2 separate regions of the Mus musculus genome follow, and region 1 is linked to region 2. Evidence: chromatin contacts called from public HiChIP or PLAC-seq data. All regions are on one chromosome and are shown on one strand. The core of a region is the stretch at or near the end of the contact, and the rest is flanking DNA. Distances in the headings are between cores, read along the strand shown.

Region 1 (3,659 bases), core at 1,087-3,586, 390 kb after region 2:
CTCATACCGAATATTCTAGCAGGGAACGGTGTGAAGAAGGCAGAGGGTGGCCTGAGGGACCGGTTGCTCTCTTGGAGCATTATTACCAGATGTGGTTAGAACCCGGGTAGTTAAGTGAGACAAGGCGTACCTGTGTTGCTATGCCTGACTAAACCATGGATGCACTGCATTCAGACACGGCAGTGGCACTTTTTTACGGGCTGTTGTAAGAATGGGAGGCAGAAGTTCATGGGCATTGCTGCTGGACAGGCTCCTCCTGCTGGGCACTGACACTTAGGGAAAGGCTACAGGAGCCTGGGAAAATGCTCCTCCCCTTCTCAGTGGACAAAGGGACCGTGGTGGAAGGCAGAGCTTCTTACTGTTGCTGGTAGCAGGGCTGAGCCTTCCCTCCCTCATCTGTGTGTGTGTGGGAGGGGGGGGGCCGCACAGCATCTCCATCCACAGAAGTGAGCCATGCTTAAGCCTGTCACCTCCTTAGGGTCGGGTCTGTAGTTGCTAAGAGATGCCCTGGACAGAGATCTGACTTCAAAATGATGCTGATCCAGAGGTGGGCAGACAGACAGACAGATGGCTTCCTCTCTAATCGAGTGCACTGCTTTCTGCATACAGTCATCCCTGACAGAGAGGATGAGAGGGAGAAAGGAGAGAGAGCTGGAGTACTCCTCTTTGCTTTTGTGATTGTGCATGTGAGATGCGTCTGTGGGAGATGACGCTGAAGCAGAAGAGTCTAGGAGGAGAGACTCAGTTTCCAGTGAAAATGCCTGTCTGTCCCCATATCCAACCCTACTGCCTTAGTTGGCCCTTATGGGAACTTATAAGGTCATCTTTTCAATGGTCTCTGTGCCACAGAATCTTCTGTATACGTGCGCACACACATACGCACACATATACACATATGCTATACACATATGCTATACACACATACACACATGCATACACACTCCAATACCTCTCCACACATATGCACCATACACACACACACATGTGCATGCACACTCACACATGCTCTCTCTCCCTCACACACACACCTACCTCTGCACTTGTCACTGCTTCTGTAAAAGGCAGATCTAACCATGCTGTTTCCCAGCCTGGACCCGTGGGTGGCTCCTTAGCCAGGCTCATGTTTTCCTTCTGTGACAAACTGTCACTCTTTGTCCCTTTCACCATTCAGTTGCCTTCGCACAGCTGTGCAGGGCTCCTCCACAGCACAGCTGAATCCTGAGTCTCTGCACCTGCTGCAAGCCTTCCCCTCTGATCCTGCTCTGCGGGGCTTTCTGCAACAGCTGGAGCCTGCTGCTGTCCCAGTGCCCCGGAAGTCTTTTAGCATAAGGTCTCCTCCCCTGTTAGACTTAAGAGTTACAAGTATTTTAGCTTGCTGCGCTGTCTTGCCAGGCGCTGTTCCAAATTCTGTTGTGGGTATAAGAGGAGCAGAAACAGGGCAACCCTGTGCTGGCAGGGCCTCTTCTGCCTAGGGAGACAAATAGCAAATACATTAAAACACACACACACACACACACACACACACACACACACACACCAGGTTGGAGAAGTCATAGTTACTAATTTGACTTTGGAGCCCAAGCCCGACTGAGCAGAGGAAGCTAGTGACACGGGTACCTGGACAGGGCATTTGAAAAGTTCCCCTGCAGTGCAAGGACCACGGTCTTTAGGGCTAAGGAGGGCTCAGAATAATTGCCCAGAAATGTGGTGGGCTAAGTCAAGTGTAGGCAGATGCTGATCTGTGCTCTCAGCTAACTTTGGTGGCAGGATTTGAGAGTTTCTTTGTGACAAGGTTGTTTCCGTGAGCCTTTAATAGAAACTCCCCCTATCTATCATGTGTGCGTGTTAGCCAAGGATTTACACAGCTCCACCTGTTCCTGGAACCTTTGGCCGAGTCCTGCTCAGACCAACCGTGTTTCCTCACACACCCAACTGTGGTGGATTACCTTGGCTTGCTGGTACCTGCGGCTCTGAGGGACCTTCAACACCGCTTGCTTTCATGCTACTTGGGGTGACTAGTGGAACCGCATGGCCCTCCCCACCCCGAGGAATAGTCCTTGGTAAATAATCTGGTGAAAGTTAATGGATTTCACCTCAGGGCAACTTTCCATGTGCCTGCTCTCCAGCACTCTTGCAGTCTTTTTATACCCGTTTTTAAATGTTGGATCATCTTATTGCCGTTAGAACAGAAATGTTAAGAGGAATGTCTAGGTGGCCATTGAGTCCCTGACTGCTCAGGATATCTTGTTTGAGAACCCAGCCTTGACGAGATTGTCCTAAAGCAGAACTGAAAAGGTCTCTATGGCTTAAGGTCCTTATTTCGGTCTGTTGAGGAGCGAGAGCGCGGCAGGAACTGAGTTGTGCTTAAACACTGAGCAGAGCCCGAACGGAAGCAGCTTACGGAGTTCTAATGGCGGGCGCTGCCAGCTGCCAAAGGCTCTAGACCTTTCGCAGGCCTTCCTTAGGGCCTTCTTTGCCAACAATGTCAGAATACTGTACAGAAGGTTGCTTACTGAACCCTGGACTAAAGCAAGAGGGGTTCATTGGGAAAGTCTCCAAGAACAGTTTTCTCGTTCAGAGAGTGAGCCTCTTATGTGTCCATGCCAAGGACACAGAATCATCGGCTCCACTGGTCGGCTAAGCCTGTAGCCAGGGTGCAGACACGCTGGCTGCTACTGCTCTTTGCCTCTTGCTGTTGCTGGGCACCTTCTTCCTGTTGAAGTCGACTCCCCCCTCAGGGATGCAGTACCATCAGCAGGTTTGAGTAGACAGACGACACAGAGCCATTACAAGAAGGAAGCATGTGACCCCAGGCATACAACTTAACCTTTCTGGGCCTCAGTCTACTCTCGAATAGAATGAATACAGTTGGGGTAGTTCCTTCATATAGTGTGAATCAGCAAGTGACAGCCATCAATTGCCCTTGTGTTCCATGACTTCTTCCTGGAGCTATACCGGAGTCACTTTTATGTGATACTCAAGTCGTTATGTATAATTTGGGTGAATGCAATGAAGGTAGTAACGGTCATCTATTTAATGTATTTTATGTACTGGACTACCAAAGGTCATTTTATTTCTAAGTAGTTATACCTGCAATTTTTGCATTTTTTAATCTTGTTTTGTTTTGAAACGGTTCTCACTATGTGCCCAGATTGGCCTTAAATTCACGCTCGTCCTGCCTCAGCCTACCTGGTGCTGAGATTGTAAGGATGGGTCATCGTGCACAGCTGGAATCTCTCCTTGCCAGTTTCAGATCACGCTGTACATGCTAGTGAGTGGTCCTGTGATTAGCCGAGCGCCCTGCCAAGGTATTTATTTCCTTATTACGTTGATTTCACTTATTTCCTGCTCTCCTTTCAGCTGAATATTGCTTGTCTCCCACATTTCTTCCCTCCTTTATTGACATTTTGGATTTACTCTGTTATTTTTGTGTTCCTTGGTAATATCTAGAAGTTGATTATACATCCTTTTTTTTTTTTTTCTTCAAGACAGGGTTTCTCTGAGTAACCCTGGTTGTCCTGGAACTCACTCTGTAGACCAGGTTGGCCTTGAACTCAGAAATCTGCCTGCCTCTGCCTCCCAAGTGTGGGATTAAAGGCGTGCACCACCGCTGCCTAGCCCTGATTATGCATCCTTAACACCATCTATTATATATAACA
Region 2 (4,179 bases), core at 1,438-3,937:
AGTAAAGCTTGCCCTATCTACACACACACACACACACACACACACACACACACACAAATAGCTGTTCACCCCTTTTGTAACAAGTGTCAAGATCGGGAGTTCACATGAAGGAGGAGTGTTTGTTTATGAGAGTGTTTGTTTGCCGGACAGGATTTCACCTTGTAGCCTAAAATGGCTACTCACTCCTCCTGCCCCAGCTTCAAACCTGTTGAGATAACAGGCATTTGCCACCACATTTAGCTTGCAATGAGGGCTTTCATTAAAACAACACAATTTACTGGTGATAGATTTCCCTTGGTGAAATGAGCCAATTTAAGCCAGATTAGATTATATTAAAGGCAGGTTTACTGGAAAGCTGTTCTTCGATGGCCCCAAGGATTGAGGCCAGGAAAGTCACCATGAGGAGATGGCAGTGAGAGAAAGAATGGGAGAGTGCGCAGAGAGAGAATGGAGGGGGAGGAGGGAGAGGAGGAGGAAGGGAGTGGGAGAGAGAGAGAGAGAGAGAGAGAGAGAGAGAGAGAGAGAGAGAGAGAGAGAGAGAGAGAGAGAGAGGAGAGAGAGACCTCTGGGGAAAGGGCAGCCCAGCCCCAAGGCTGGAACGTTCAAGGTTGGGGGCGCAGGGAATGCCAGGAAGGGACTGAGGGATGCTGGAAGAACCTGGAAGCCAGGTCTGTTTTGATATATAAAATGTTCTCCGGCTCCAAAACTAAACAATTGGCATTATAGATGGTTTCCCTCTAAAGGATGGTATGAGGAGTTCCTAGCTGAAGATTACAAACCCAGGCGGTAGAGAAATGGATACTTCTTTGAAGTATTTAAACTGAGTTTTTAAGAGGGACTCGGGTCTCACCCAGGAAACAGGTATAGAGAAAAAAAAAAAAAAGAGGGGCTAAATGTTCAATCTGTCAACACCAGAACATCTGTGAACAACTTCAGACCAGAAATTGAGCCACTGGTATTTGATCACTGGCCTGAAGAAACCCCTTTGTCTGTGAGGGGCTATAAGCATATACCATGCACCTCCTAGCGTTCTTGAAAGCATTTCGTGAAGTCAGCGTGTTGCTTCCTAAGACAGACAGAAGATGGAGGACCGATACAATTCAAGGTTTCCGAAAGATTCTCATTAAGTGCTTGGCCTTGTACTCCGTTCTGTATGCCAAGATGGACGATGCTGACTGCCACCGGGGTTAAAGCCTCGACTTTATCTCCCGACCTTGACTCTGTCCTGACTCCGGCTACTTCCGTGTCAAGCTGTCCACCACAGTCAAAGCCCCCCAGGAGCTGGCATCCGACCGAGGCTGTTGGCAAGTGCATTTTCGACTGGCTGTTGAAGCTGGTGAGCCACAGAGTCATCTCGGGAGGAGAGTGAGGTGGCATTCGCAAACGCACAAATGAGTAATGTGAGCCTGCCGAGCCTTCTGCTCCTAAAAAACAGATTTCTGTGACAGAATTAGATAAAGACCTATTTCAAACTTGCATAACTCAGCATTATGCTATGCAAATCTTCATGCTTTTAATTTCCTGCTAAATTTCATGGTCCAAAAAAATCAACAGATGCTGAAGAAAATTATATTTATGTAAAAGAGCTTCTAATTCAATATGAAAATAATAAAAGAGTGAAGCTTTCTCGTGCAACTCAAAAAGAAGAATCTGGGCAGAATGTTGAAGTCCAAGAGCTTCCCCTAGGGTGTCCTGGCATAATACAGTGACCAGATGAAACCAATACAACCCTGTCTCACACACACACACACACACACACACACACACACACACACGTGTCCTCTCTCTCTCTCTCTCTCTCTCTTCTTCTTCTTCTTCTTCTTCTTCTTCTTCTTCTTCTTCTTCTTCTTCTTCTTCTTTTTCTTCTTCTTCTTCTTCTTCTTCCTGACACTTCTTCACAACTTTTTAATAGCATATTTTTCAAGTTATCTGAGTATTCTGGGGCCTTTTGAGGATATAGCTCCTAGTCTCTACTCATTCCAAAAATTAAGGAAAACAAAAAACAAACAAACAAACAAAAAACCAAACAAACAAAAAACCACACACGTGGGTGTGTGAGTGTATGGATTTGTATTTCAGAAACACGGGTAACTCTTTGTTAGCCAGACATCTTACACATTTGTGTCGTCAGGCTTAATGGTTCTGAATTTTAAAATGTGACCTTCTACCCCAAAATTTAGTAGCTTATAATAGCCACAATTATTCCTTTGCTACTAATGATATCAAACATTGATTGGCCTCAGCTAAGCAGTACTTAGCTCCGTGTCCCTGACTTGAATGTGTATTCTCCCAGTGGCCAGGCTGGAGTAAACTCCAAAGTGGTGCATGCTCACTTGGCGGAAGCTTACCCAGGGCTGGCTGACTGAAGCACCCAAGTCCTCCTTTATGTGGTCTTTCCATATCATTCCGGTTTCTCACAGGATTTATTATCTTGTGGCCCTATCACAGCAGCCTCAGTGTAATAATAAATTTGCAGGTGTCATTACACGGCATTACTTCTCCTGCCTGAACATTTTACAGAACAAACTCTGGTTCCACAGCACAGCAAGGTTGCCTCTTCTCCATAAGTCTTCACCCTACCCAAATCTTTCACACTACCCGAATCTTTCCTATCGGTAGAGGAAGCACAACTGAAGGTTTTATTGTTAGGGAAGTAATCTCACTGCTGTTTATAAAGTGCCTTCTCTCAGTTGACGCGGTCTCAATGGTAACCAGAGAAACTGACTCATGACTTCCGGCTTCTCCTCAAGGCAGGAACTGAGTGAGACATTTTTTCAAATTACTCAAGTCAGATCGGATTTCAAGGAGGCCTGTCACTCCTTGGGGTCATTTAAAAGGTGAGGGGCCATTATAGGCTTGAAAATTCCTGTGGTTTATAACCCTGTTTGGGATTTACCTTGAACTCTATAAATGTGAAAAATAACCCAAATAGGTTTCCAAGCAGACCACTTAGGTATAATTGTTAGGTACGTGGGAACTCTACTCACTGCTTTTGTCTAGGAAGTACTCCTTAAAAAGTTGATCCAAAAAAAAAAAAAAAAAATCACCATTCGTTCGTTTCACACTTCAGCTCTTTTAACTTTCAAACCCAGGACCAGAGTTGCAGGTGCCTTATTAACATATCAAAGAGAATCTGGCAAGGTTCCCCCAGCATCCCTCAGTCCCTACCAGTTACAGAGGATGGCCCGCTTACCCAGGCAGCCATGCTGACCTCTCCAGCCCAGTGGCTGGGCTGTCCTTCCCTCCCAGAGGCTCTTCCCTATATAATCCAGACATTTCAGTTTCTTGCCCCTTTTTGTACCTTTGGCCTCTGGGCTGCAGCATCCGGTTGCTCCGTGTCTCTCTTCCCCTCTTCCTCACCCTACAAGGTTCAGGATACCGACCACTCTGGGCTCTCCTGGTGTATTTCTGTCTCTGGCTATTCCTCTCTTTTATCCACAGTAAATATTGTCCTCCACCATACCTAGGAACAATCATGTCTTTTCCTTTCCCCCCTTTCCCCCCTTTCCCCCCCCCCCCACACCCCCCTTTAACTAGTGCGGAATAAAGCCGCAAAGTCCTAACCGTGTAAGCTGTAGTTTAACAGGGGTTGAGGGGAAAACCTGCAACAGGACACTGGCTTAGCATGTGTGAGGTCCTACATTAGGTCCCTAGCACTGCAAAACTAATAAATAGACAAAGTGATTTTTAAAAAGCAATGAAAGATTCCATTTCCATTGTAGAAGTTGGGCTTTGCTTTCTCCACACACTAAACTGGGCTGGAGGAAGCAGAAACTTGCATGTGGTCAGGTTGCAAGCCTACCCTGTTCTTTACCAAGGGCTCTGGAAGAATGTAGACAGATAAATGCTGTTCCTTTCTTGTTACAGAGATTAAAAAACCAAAGTCTTCTCTCAGATGCCTCCTCTTGATCTTACCCTTCTCCCCTCAGTAAAGGCAGGACGTGAGATGACTCAGTGACACTTCCTGTCAGTTCTGACAACCCAAGTTCTAAGAAGTGAGTCCTTAGACACACACACACACAAACACAATCATACACACACCTCAACCGATCAGTCAATCAATCAACACATCAATTTGATCAAAAAGACCTTTTTTTTTTAATGTCTAGAAGCAACCAGATGTGGAAGCACACACCTACAATCGCCACAGAAGAAAGGGAATGCCCTAAATTCCAGTCC

Evidence for each region. HiChIP or PLAC-seq counts read pairs in DNA pulled down with a chosen protein or histone mark.
Region 1: a contact with region 2 is called in an H3K27ac HiChIP or PLAC-seq map of microglia, with 4 times the contacts expected there. The contact joins two enhancer-like sites. A contact is called at or near these places in 2 of 115 datasets of contacts at active chromatin or transcription factors (microglia and pancreatic cancer cells).

The regions. Positions count from the first base shown.
Region 1 is chr10:99,131,160-99,134,818 of GRCm38.p6, forward strand. All of the region lies in intron 4 of Poc1b (POC1 centriolar protein B), which reads left to right. Among named protein-coding and RNA genes, the nearest start is that of Galnt4, 25 kb to the left of the region's middle. Within about 2 kb of position 2,337, at least 26 of the 459 cell types and tissues checked have an H3K27ac peak or open chromatin away from gene starts, as enhancers often do. A contact at or near this core is called in microglia, where this site is marked.
Region 2 is chr10:98,741,679-98,745,857 of GRCm38.p6, forward strand. No RefSeq gene overlaps it. Among named protein-coding and RNA genes, the nearest start is that of Gm40750, 63 kb to the right of the region's middle. Within about 2 kb of position 2,688, at least 158 of the 459 cell types and tissues checked have an H3K27ac peak or open chromatin away from gene starts, as enhancers often do. A contact at or near this core is called in microglia, where this site is marked.